Regions from separate parts of the Mus musculus genome. Here region 2 is linked to region 1. A link is a contact called in public promoter capture Hi-C data. All regions are on one chromosome and are shown on one strand. Each heading gives the region's core, a stretch centred on a gene start, on an enhancer-like site or on the middle of the called end of the contact. The rest is flanking DNA. Distances are from core to core; before and after follow the strand shown. Region 1 holds the start of Aacs (acetoacetyl-CoA synthetase). Region 2 holds the start of Dhx37 (DEAH (Asp-Glu-Ala-His) box polypeptide 37).

Evidence for each region. Capture Hi-C pulls out chosen DNA fragments and counts their contacts.
Region 2: a contact with region 1 is called in a promoter capture Hi-C map of liver. The contact joins the promoter of Dhx37 here to the promoter of Aacs in region 1. A contact is called at or near these places in 7 of 39 promoter capture datasets (the C10 cell line, the HPC-7 cell line, embryonic stem cells and 4 more), 2 of 15 datasets of contacts at CTCF or cohesin (CD8 T cells and the NIH/3T3 cell line), 43 of 484 Hi-C or Micro-C datasets (B cells, CD4 T cells, CD8 T cells and 29 more), 20 of 115 datasets of contacts at active chromatin or transcription factors (the 230-238 cell line, CD8 T cells, the HPC-7 cell line and 13 more) and 4 of 9 other capture datasets (adipose tissue, liver, macrophages and 1 more).

The regions. Positions count from the first base shown.
Region 1 is chr5:125,474,006-125,477,894 of GRCm38.p6, reverse strand. Aacs (acetoacetyl-CoA synthetase) reads right to left here and starts at 2,022. Exons shown (of 18, transcript NM_030210.2): 1 at 1,786-2,022. The coding sequence starts at 1,918.
Region 2 is chr5:125,432,163-125,436,051 of GRCm38.p6, reverse strand. It overlaps Dhx37 (DEAH (Asp-Glu-Ala-His) box polypeptide 37), which reads left to right and starts at 2,004. Exons shown (of 27, transcript NM_203319.1): 1 at 2,004-2,117. The coding sequence starts at 2,015.

The DNA.
Region 1 (3,889 bases), core at 773-3,272:
CTGCCTCCTAAGGCACACTAGGTCCTCTCACAATGCTCATTTTTATAGATGAGGAAACCAGAGCCTGAGGCGATTGGAGGACTTGTTGGATTGGATCACAAAGCTAGGAAGCTCAAGGCAGCCAGGTCCAAGCAGGGCGTCAGGTTACAGCTCCCTACAGTTGCTCTTATTAAGGAGAAAGCTCTGGCCCACTTCAAAGGGCTGCCCTCCGTGGGTGGGGTGAAGTGCCAGGTCTACCAAGCCCCACAGGAGCGCCAGATCAGGACTTCATCACTACTGGCAGAGGAAACAGATAATGTCCAGGCAGAAAATGGAGGGTGGAAAGTGGATGCAATCCCGACAATGATCCAGTTGGGTTAAGGTTCTTCTCCTATCTAACACCCACGAACTGACCAAGTAGAGCCTGCAAGCCCTGCAAGTGGCCAGGCAAGCATCTGTCTCCAGGTGAGAGGGATGGGAGGGAAGGTTCGGAGCCCTATTAGGGAAGAAAAAGAACCCTGTGGAAGCTCTACCTCCATCTCCTGGCTCTCCAGCAGCGGGGTGCAGGCGCATAAGCAACAAGGGACTGTGGACAGCCTGGAAGACCAGCAACACAAAAGACCTGCATTTGGAGATTACCCTCCAGCCAGCAAGGGGGTGCACCACGCATAGGGGGCGGGAGAAGGACAGCCAAGTGCTGCTGAGACACTAGGAAGAAGACTCAGAGGGCTGGTGCTCAGGGTGGGAAAAAGAAAAGATTCAGGAAGGATCCGGAGACAGATCCTGGGAGCCAAGACAGACATTGATGCCAACGGAGACAAGGGGATCCCTGCAATTAGAGGGGTAACGGAGGTGAAAATGAAGAAGACAATCAACCAACCAACTCGAACTGAAAACCCCAGGCAAACACCTGAGAAGGGGGGCAGAGCAGGTGGAGGGACTAAGCAAGCCCCATGGATCCCTGGGAACGGCATATGGACAAGAACCTCGCCTGCCAAGGGCCTCTGCCCCACCCATAATCACACAGACCAGGGTGGTGGCTGGAAGCAGGATCTGTTTAGAGCTGGGGTAAGAAAGGACTCTACCTTAATTAACTTTAAAGGAAGGAGGAGGAACGAACTCTGACCTTTTCAGGAACCTGAAATTTCAAGCTGGTCCCTAGCAAAAGGCAGATGGAGGGAGCCTGTCACATGAAACCCGTGAACTCAAAAAGAACTGCAGATAAGGCCCGAAGGAAGCCCCCAACGAATGGAAGTCAAGACCTCAGGAGACATTTCCCAAGCAGGCAAGCCTAGCAAAAGATCGGAGGAACCAGAGGGTGTCTGCCACTTCCAGAGGGTGACTCGCCTGCAGAAAGGGGGCCTCTACAGGCCAGGCGGTGATGCTTCCCAAAACAGTGAAGGAAACATCATCAGAAGACCAGCACCTCCTAGAGGAGGGCCCAGAGCCAGGGGGCTCCCCCAACCCAAAGACAGGGACACTAGCCATCCATCCATCAGAGGCCCACGGCAACATCTAGGAGAACCTCTCTAGAGGGGGACCCCCAAGGCAACGAGGATCCCCCAATCCCTGTGCCATTCATCAAGGTACCTAAGTAGGGAAAGGGAGGGACCTCCCTAGAGGGGTACCCCCAAAGCAGGGGGCTTCCCCGACTGTAAGACAGGAACACTGGTCGGATATCCATCCAACAGAGGCTTATCCCAACAGCTAGCAGGGACCTTCCTAGGGCGGTCCTCCCTGGAGGGAACAGCTTCCGGGAAGGCCCGTGACGGGGGGGGGTGCACTAGCCGCGTGCCCCGTACTCACCAAGCGCCAGGCCGCAGGCGGTACCCACGGCCGCCCGGAAGCGGTCCATCTGCGTGTCCTTCTTGCTGTCAGGCTCCCACATCACCTGGCACTCCATGATCTCCTCGCGCTCGAGCCGCGCCAGCTTGGACATGGTTGCGGAGCTGCGTGGCCGGGGCTGCCGGGCTTTGGCTGAGAGCGGAGAGCGCAAGGCGTGGAGCGGATCAGCGGTGCGCCGACGAACCACAGCGCGAGACTGAACCAGCGCCGGCGCGGCCTGTGGGACATCCGGCCTGGTCACACCCCCAGCAGCCTTCGCCACGCCTCCAGAAAGCCACGCCTCTTGAGACCACGCCCTCTTCTGTAACCCTCCGCCGCGCCGCGCCTGCAAAAGGTGCGCTTGCTGCCAAAAAGAGTGCCTCGCCTGCGCAGGCGCGATAAGCATGTTCCACGCCCTCACTTATTGCACAACTTACCGGGTGTTGCTCTGTTTACTTATTGCCCTCGTTCGTTCGTTCATTCATTCACTTATTCAAATTAAGTTGCTCCTCCAACACTCACTTTAGCTGCGGAGATGTCTTAAGCCTAAAACGCGTGCAGAAGACCTCTAAAATGCGTGTCCGTGTCGCGTGTGCTCACTCACAGGGATGCTGTAGCAGGGATACATGGGGTATATAATGTAACATAAGATACTGAGTGAGTGAGACCTCAAGTCTATCGTCAAGACTGAAAATAAAAGCGTTAAGCACAGGACATTCTGGGGCAAGCCTGAAACCCAGCACTTTAAAGACTAAGACAGGAGGATGACAGTAAGTTCCACTCCAGCATGGACCTCAAAGCAAAACCCTGTAATCGGAATACTTGGGAGGTAGAGGTGGGAGAGGCGTCTGGGCTTTAAGATTATTCTTGTAACAGAGTGAGTTCAAGACTAGCCGGGGCGCCGGGCGTGGTGGCGCACACCTTTCTTTAATCCCAGCACTTGGGAGGCAGAGGCAGGTGGATTTCTGAGTTCGAGGCCAGCAGAGAAACCCTGTCTCGAAAAACCAAAAAAAAAGAAAGAAAAGAAAAGAAAAGAAAAAGACTAGTCCGGGCAAACTTTAAAAAGCCATGTGTTAAAACTAAAAGAAAAGAGAGGGCTAGGGATGTGACTCCATGTTGCTCACAGTGGCTTGCAGGTGACAGAAGGGAGCTTTAGGAAATCTTGCAGGTTTCCGAACAAAGAGAGGAGTCAGTGTCCAGGGCCCCCCAAGCAAGAATACTGTGTCCTGTGGGGTGTGCACGTTCAACTAACTGAAAAGGCCCAGGTCTTTGAAAAGGCCCAGGTCTTTGGTACTATAGCCCTGGAGTAGCAAAGTCAGTGAACGAAACGGTAGCAGCTTAAGTTCGTCCTGGGGGAACATCAGAGATGCTGGCTTTGAATCTGGGGGAGAGCATCAGAAGGTTCCTACAGAGAGAACGCATGCTCAGATCCTACTATGATGAGAACCTTCTGGATGCTAATAGTCTTGTCAGTCCATTTGGTACTTTGCTGTCTACCCAGTGTCTAAAATAACTGAAAACAAGTTAATTTTCTTTCTCTCTTTGTGTGTGTGTGCACATATGCATGTGTGTGCATGGGGGTGGGGGGGCCCACGCTTGCGTTGGTGTGTTTGGAGTTGAGAAGTCAATCATGTCAGAAGTCAATCATGGGTGTCATTCCTCAGTTGACACCCACTTCATTTTTTGTTGTTGGTGGTGGTGGTGATGGTTTTTGTTTGGTTGGTTGGTTTTTTGGGATTGGTTGGTTTTTCTTTTGTGAGACAGGGCCTTCCTATGTATCTTCACTAGCCTGAAATTCACTCTGTAGACCAGGCTGGCCTTGAACTCACAGAGATCTGTGTGCTTCTGCCTTCCAAGTGCTGGGATTAAAACTGTGTGCTACCACCATGCCAGGCTCCCTCATTGTTTTGTTTTGTTGGGGGTGTTTGTTTGTTTGTTTGTTTGTTTTATGTGTATAGGTGCTTTGCCTGAATATATGTTTGTGTAGCATTGGCATTCCTAGTGCCCATGGAGATCAGAAGAGGATTTTGGATATATCTGGAGTTATAGATGGTTGTGAGCCACCATGGGAATGCTGGGAATGAGT
Region 2 (3,889 bases), core at 755-3,254, 42 kb after region 1:
TCTGCAAGAGCAGCAAGTGCTCTTAACTACTAAGCCATCTCTCCAGCCCCTTATTATTTATTATTATTCTTGCTTTGTTTTGGTGCAGCAAACTTTATTGATGGTATTCAAGAGAGTAGGAAGGGCTCCCTAAGCCCCTCCTGCTATTATGGGGGTCTGGGGTGGAAATTGTGAGGGAGATGCTCAGTGTTGGGGGCTGAGTTGGGACAGGGATTCATCAGCACCTGAGGGCCTCTCTCTTGCTCTCAGTGTCCTTGCTGGGGTGGGTAGTCCAGGGTTTCTTACTCCTTGGAGGCCATGTAGGCCATGAGGTCCACCACCCTGTTGCTGTAGCCATATTCATTGTCATACCAGGAAATGAGCTTTACAAAATTGTCATTGATGGGAGCAGGGCAGAGGGAGGCCATCAAGCCACAGCTTTTCAGAGGGGCCATCCACAGTCTTCTGAGTGGCAGTAATGGCATTAGACTGTGGTCATGAGCCCTTCCACGATGCCAAATTTGTCATGGATGACCTTGGCCAGGGGGGGCTAAGCAGTTGGTGGTGCAGAATGCATTGCTGACAATCTTGAGTGAGTTGTCATATTTTTCATGGTTCACAAACATGGGGGCATCGGCAGATGGGGCAGAGATGATGATCCTTTGACCCCACCCTTCAAGTGGGCCCCAACCTTCTCCATGGTGGTGAAGACGCCAGTAGACTCCACGACATACTCAGCACCGGCCTCACCCCATTTGATGTTAGCGGGGTCTCGCTCCTGGGAGATGGTGATGGGCTTCCCGTTGATGACAAGCTTCCCATTCTTGGCCTTGACTGTGCCATTGAATTTGCCGTGGGTGGAGTCATACTGGAACATGTAGACCGTGTAGTTGAGGTCAATGAAGGGGTCGTTGATGGCAACAATCTTTACTTTGCCAAGTGCAGCACAGAAGGCAGCCCTGGTAACCAGGTGCCCAATATGGCCAAATCCGTTCACACCAAATCTTCAGCACATATCAAACTTTCAGCATTTTGTCTATGGGACAAGACTGGCACTGCACAAGAAGATGCCAGCTCTTTCTGGAACGGAGGAGAAGAGAGCTATGTTTGCTTTTTGTTGACAGGGTTTCTCTTGTGTATCCCTGGAACTTGCTCTGTAAACCAGGCTGGCTTTGAACTCAGAGATCCACCTGCCTCTGCCTCCTGAATGCTGGAATTAAAGGTGTCTATCCCCTATTTTGGGGATATGGCTATGGCTGATCTGGAAATGTACATACCAGGCTGGTCACAAACTCACAGAAATCTACTTACCTCTATCCTCTGCCTTCTGAGTGCTGGATGGGTTTAAGGGCTCCCACACCTGGTGATTTATTGTATTTTTACGTGTGTGTGTATATGTGTGTGTGTGTGTGTGTGTGTGTGTGTGTGTGTGTGTGTGTGTACGCGCGCGCGCGTGTCTGTGTATTTTTTAACGTGTGTATTTTAGACACATTAGCGCAGTTCCCATGGAGGCCAGAAGATGGCGTCGCATCACCTGGAACGGTTGTGTCACTGCTTTTTTTGTTTTGTTTTGTTTTGTTTTTCGAGACAGGGTTTCTCTGTATATCCCTGGCTGTCCTAGAACTCACTCTGTAGAGCAGGCTGGCCCAGAAACCCGCCTGCCTCTGCCTCCCAAGTGCTGGTATTAAAGAATGCCATTGCTCTAAACGGCTGAGCCATCTCTTCAATTAACAATTAATATTGTTATACAGTTCAAATGTCTCAGATCATATCTGGCAGGACAGTTTGGTCTTAAAACTCAGACTCCTCAGGCACGTCTAGGCCCGGCCCCCTTATTTACATAAGGACCGCCCACAGACAGAGTACGCCGGCCTTTTCCGCTACGACCTCCCTTTCCGGCGCGTCGGGCCTCCAGTTCCGCCCCTCAACTGCTGAGGCGCGGCTCTTGCGCATGCGCAACCCGGAAGTCTCCTAGCCAGGTTCGGTTTCCCTGGGAGCTGGGCTGAGGGAGCCACGCGCGTGGCGCGAGGGAGCCATGGGGAAGCTGCGACGCCGCTACAACGTGAAGGGGCGGCTGCAGGCCGATCCCCGGCCCGCCAAGGGCCCTGAAGCGCCTCCCGTACGGCTGGAACTGGAGGGTGAGAAGCCGGGGACCGGGAGGGTCGCTGGAGTGGGAGCCGGGTTCCACATGACCCGCACAGGGGGCGTGACAGCCGCTCTACCGCGATATGGGGGTACTGCCCGCAGTATGGCGCGCAGATTAGTTCTTTGCATCCACTCCCAGGCCTGTCGGAATCATCTCCTTCCCAGAGACCCGTAAATGTGTGTTTCAGACCAGGCCGGTTAGCGGAGCGCCAGGCTGAGTGTTCGGGTGCTGGGGTGTCTGTGATCACCGGGGACACTGTTTTGGTCTCTGGGAATAGTGACAGCAGAATCGGAGATGGAAAACCCTGTCAACTCCAGGCATGCCTGCATACCCGGAGCCGACAAGCACAGAGAAACGATAAAATGTGTAGTAAATGGCAGTCACTCGGGTAGGTGCTAGAGGGATAGAGCAGAAGATGGGAGAGAGCGGTGTACTGGGGAAAGTAACATGGATAGTAAAATGTCAAAACCTTCTGGAGACCTGGGTGGGGAAACCCAAGGACTAGGGGACATCGGAGTTTGCGAGTTGTATAGATGATTGGGACAATATGGTAGTTCATTCCTGTAACCCCAGCTTAGGAGTTTGGGGTGGGAGGATCCCTACAGGTGTGAGGTCAGCCTGGGTTACATAGTGAGACCTTGTCTTAACAGACAAACAAACAAACAAACAAAAAAGGCTGTGTATATGAGAGAGACAGATAACACTTGTAAACCTAGCTCTAGGGAGTGATACTCATCTGAGGGCACCTGGACCATGTAGCATGTACCAGGCCAGCTTGGTGCTGGCTACAAAGCAGGACATTGCCTCGATCCCCAACTTCTAAAAGAGGAAGTGAAGAGCTATGGAAGACTTAGCAGAAGAGGGACAGGGTGAAAGGTAACGTGTCACCATGGCATATTGGTTGTGCCATTAAGAAAAGCATTACAGGTTGAAGGATGATGGGGAGGGAGGTTGGGGTTGATGCTGGAACGAGTGTTTGGATTCTGATGTATTCCGAAGGAGAGCTGGCTGGAGCTGCTGACTGCTGCTTTGCGCCTAAGCACAAAGGTGATGAGCACGGGCATTGGTCAGGTTGTGGGAGAAGGCAAATGTGGGGTATGAGTACTTGAGGCTCTGCAGACGTTCAAAGGAAAACTGAAAGCTATTGACTCAGCTCTCAAGACAGGCAAGTTCAGGGGAAACACTTTTGTAGATAGATGGCACTTAGGTAAGTCTGATGAATAGAGTTTTGGCTCCCTGAGAAGAGAGAGTCCAGCCCTGAAGGAGAGGGGAGTAGAGGAGAGCAGGGAGGAGGGTGCTGACCCAGAACTTGTGAAAAGGACTCACCTTTTTGGTTGGAATAGCAGAAGGCATGGTCAGGATCAGGCATGGACAGGATCAGGATGGTTCAGGAGGGGGGAAGAGCTAAAGCGATCCAGTAGAATAAAGTATGTTGGGCTGGTGAGATGGCTCAGTGTGTAAGAGCACCAGACTGCTCTTCCGAAGGTCAGGAGTTCAAATCCCAGCAACCACATGGTGGCTCACAACCATCTGTAACAAGATCTGACTCCCTCTTCTGGAGTGTCTGAAGACAGCTACAGTGTACTTACATATAATAAATAAATAAGTCTTTAAAAAAAAAAAAAGAATAAAGTATGTCTTCCTGGCTCCTAAGACTTGGGTTCGGGGCATGTCACTTCACTTACCTCTACCTCGGTTTTCATATCTATAAAATGGGACTTACTTTTCCTCAGTGGAATCATAACACCTTCTGGCACAGCCCAC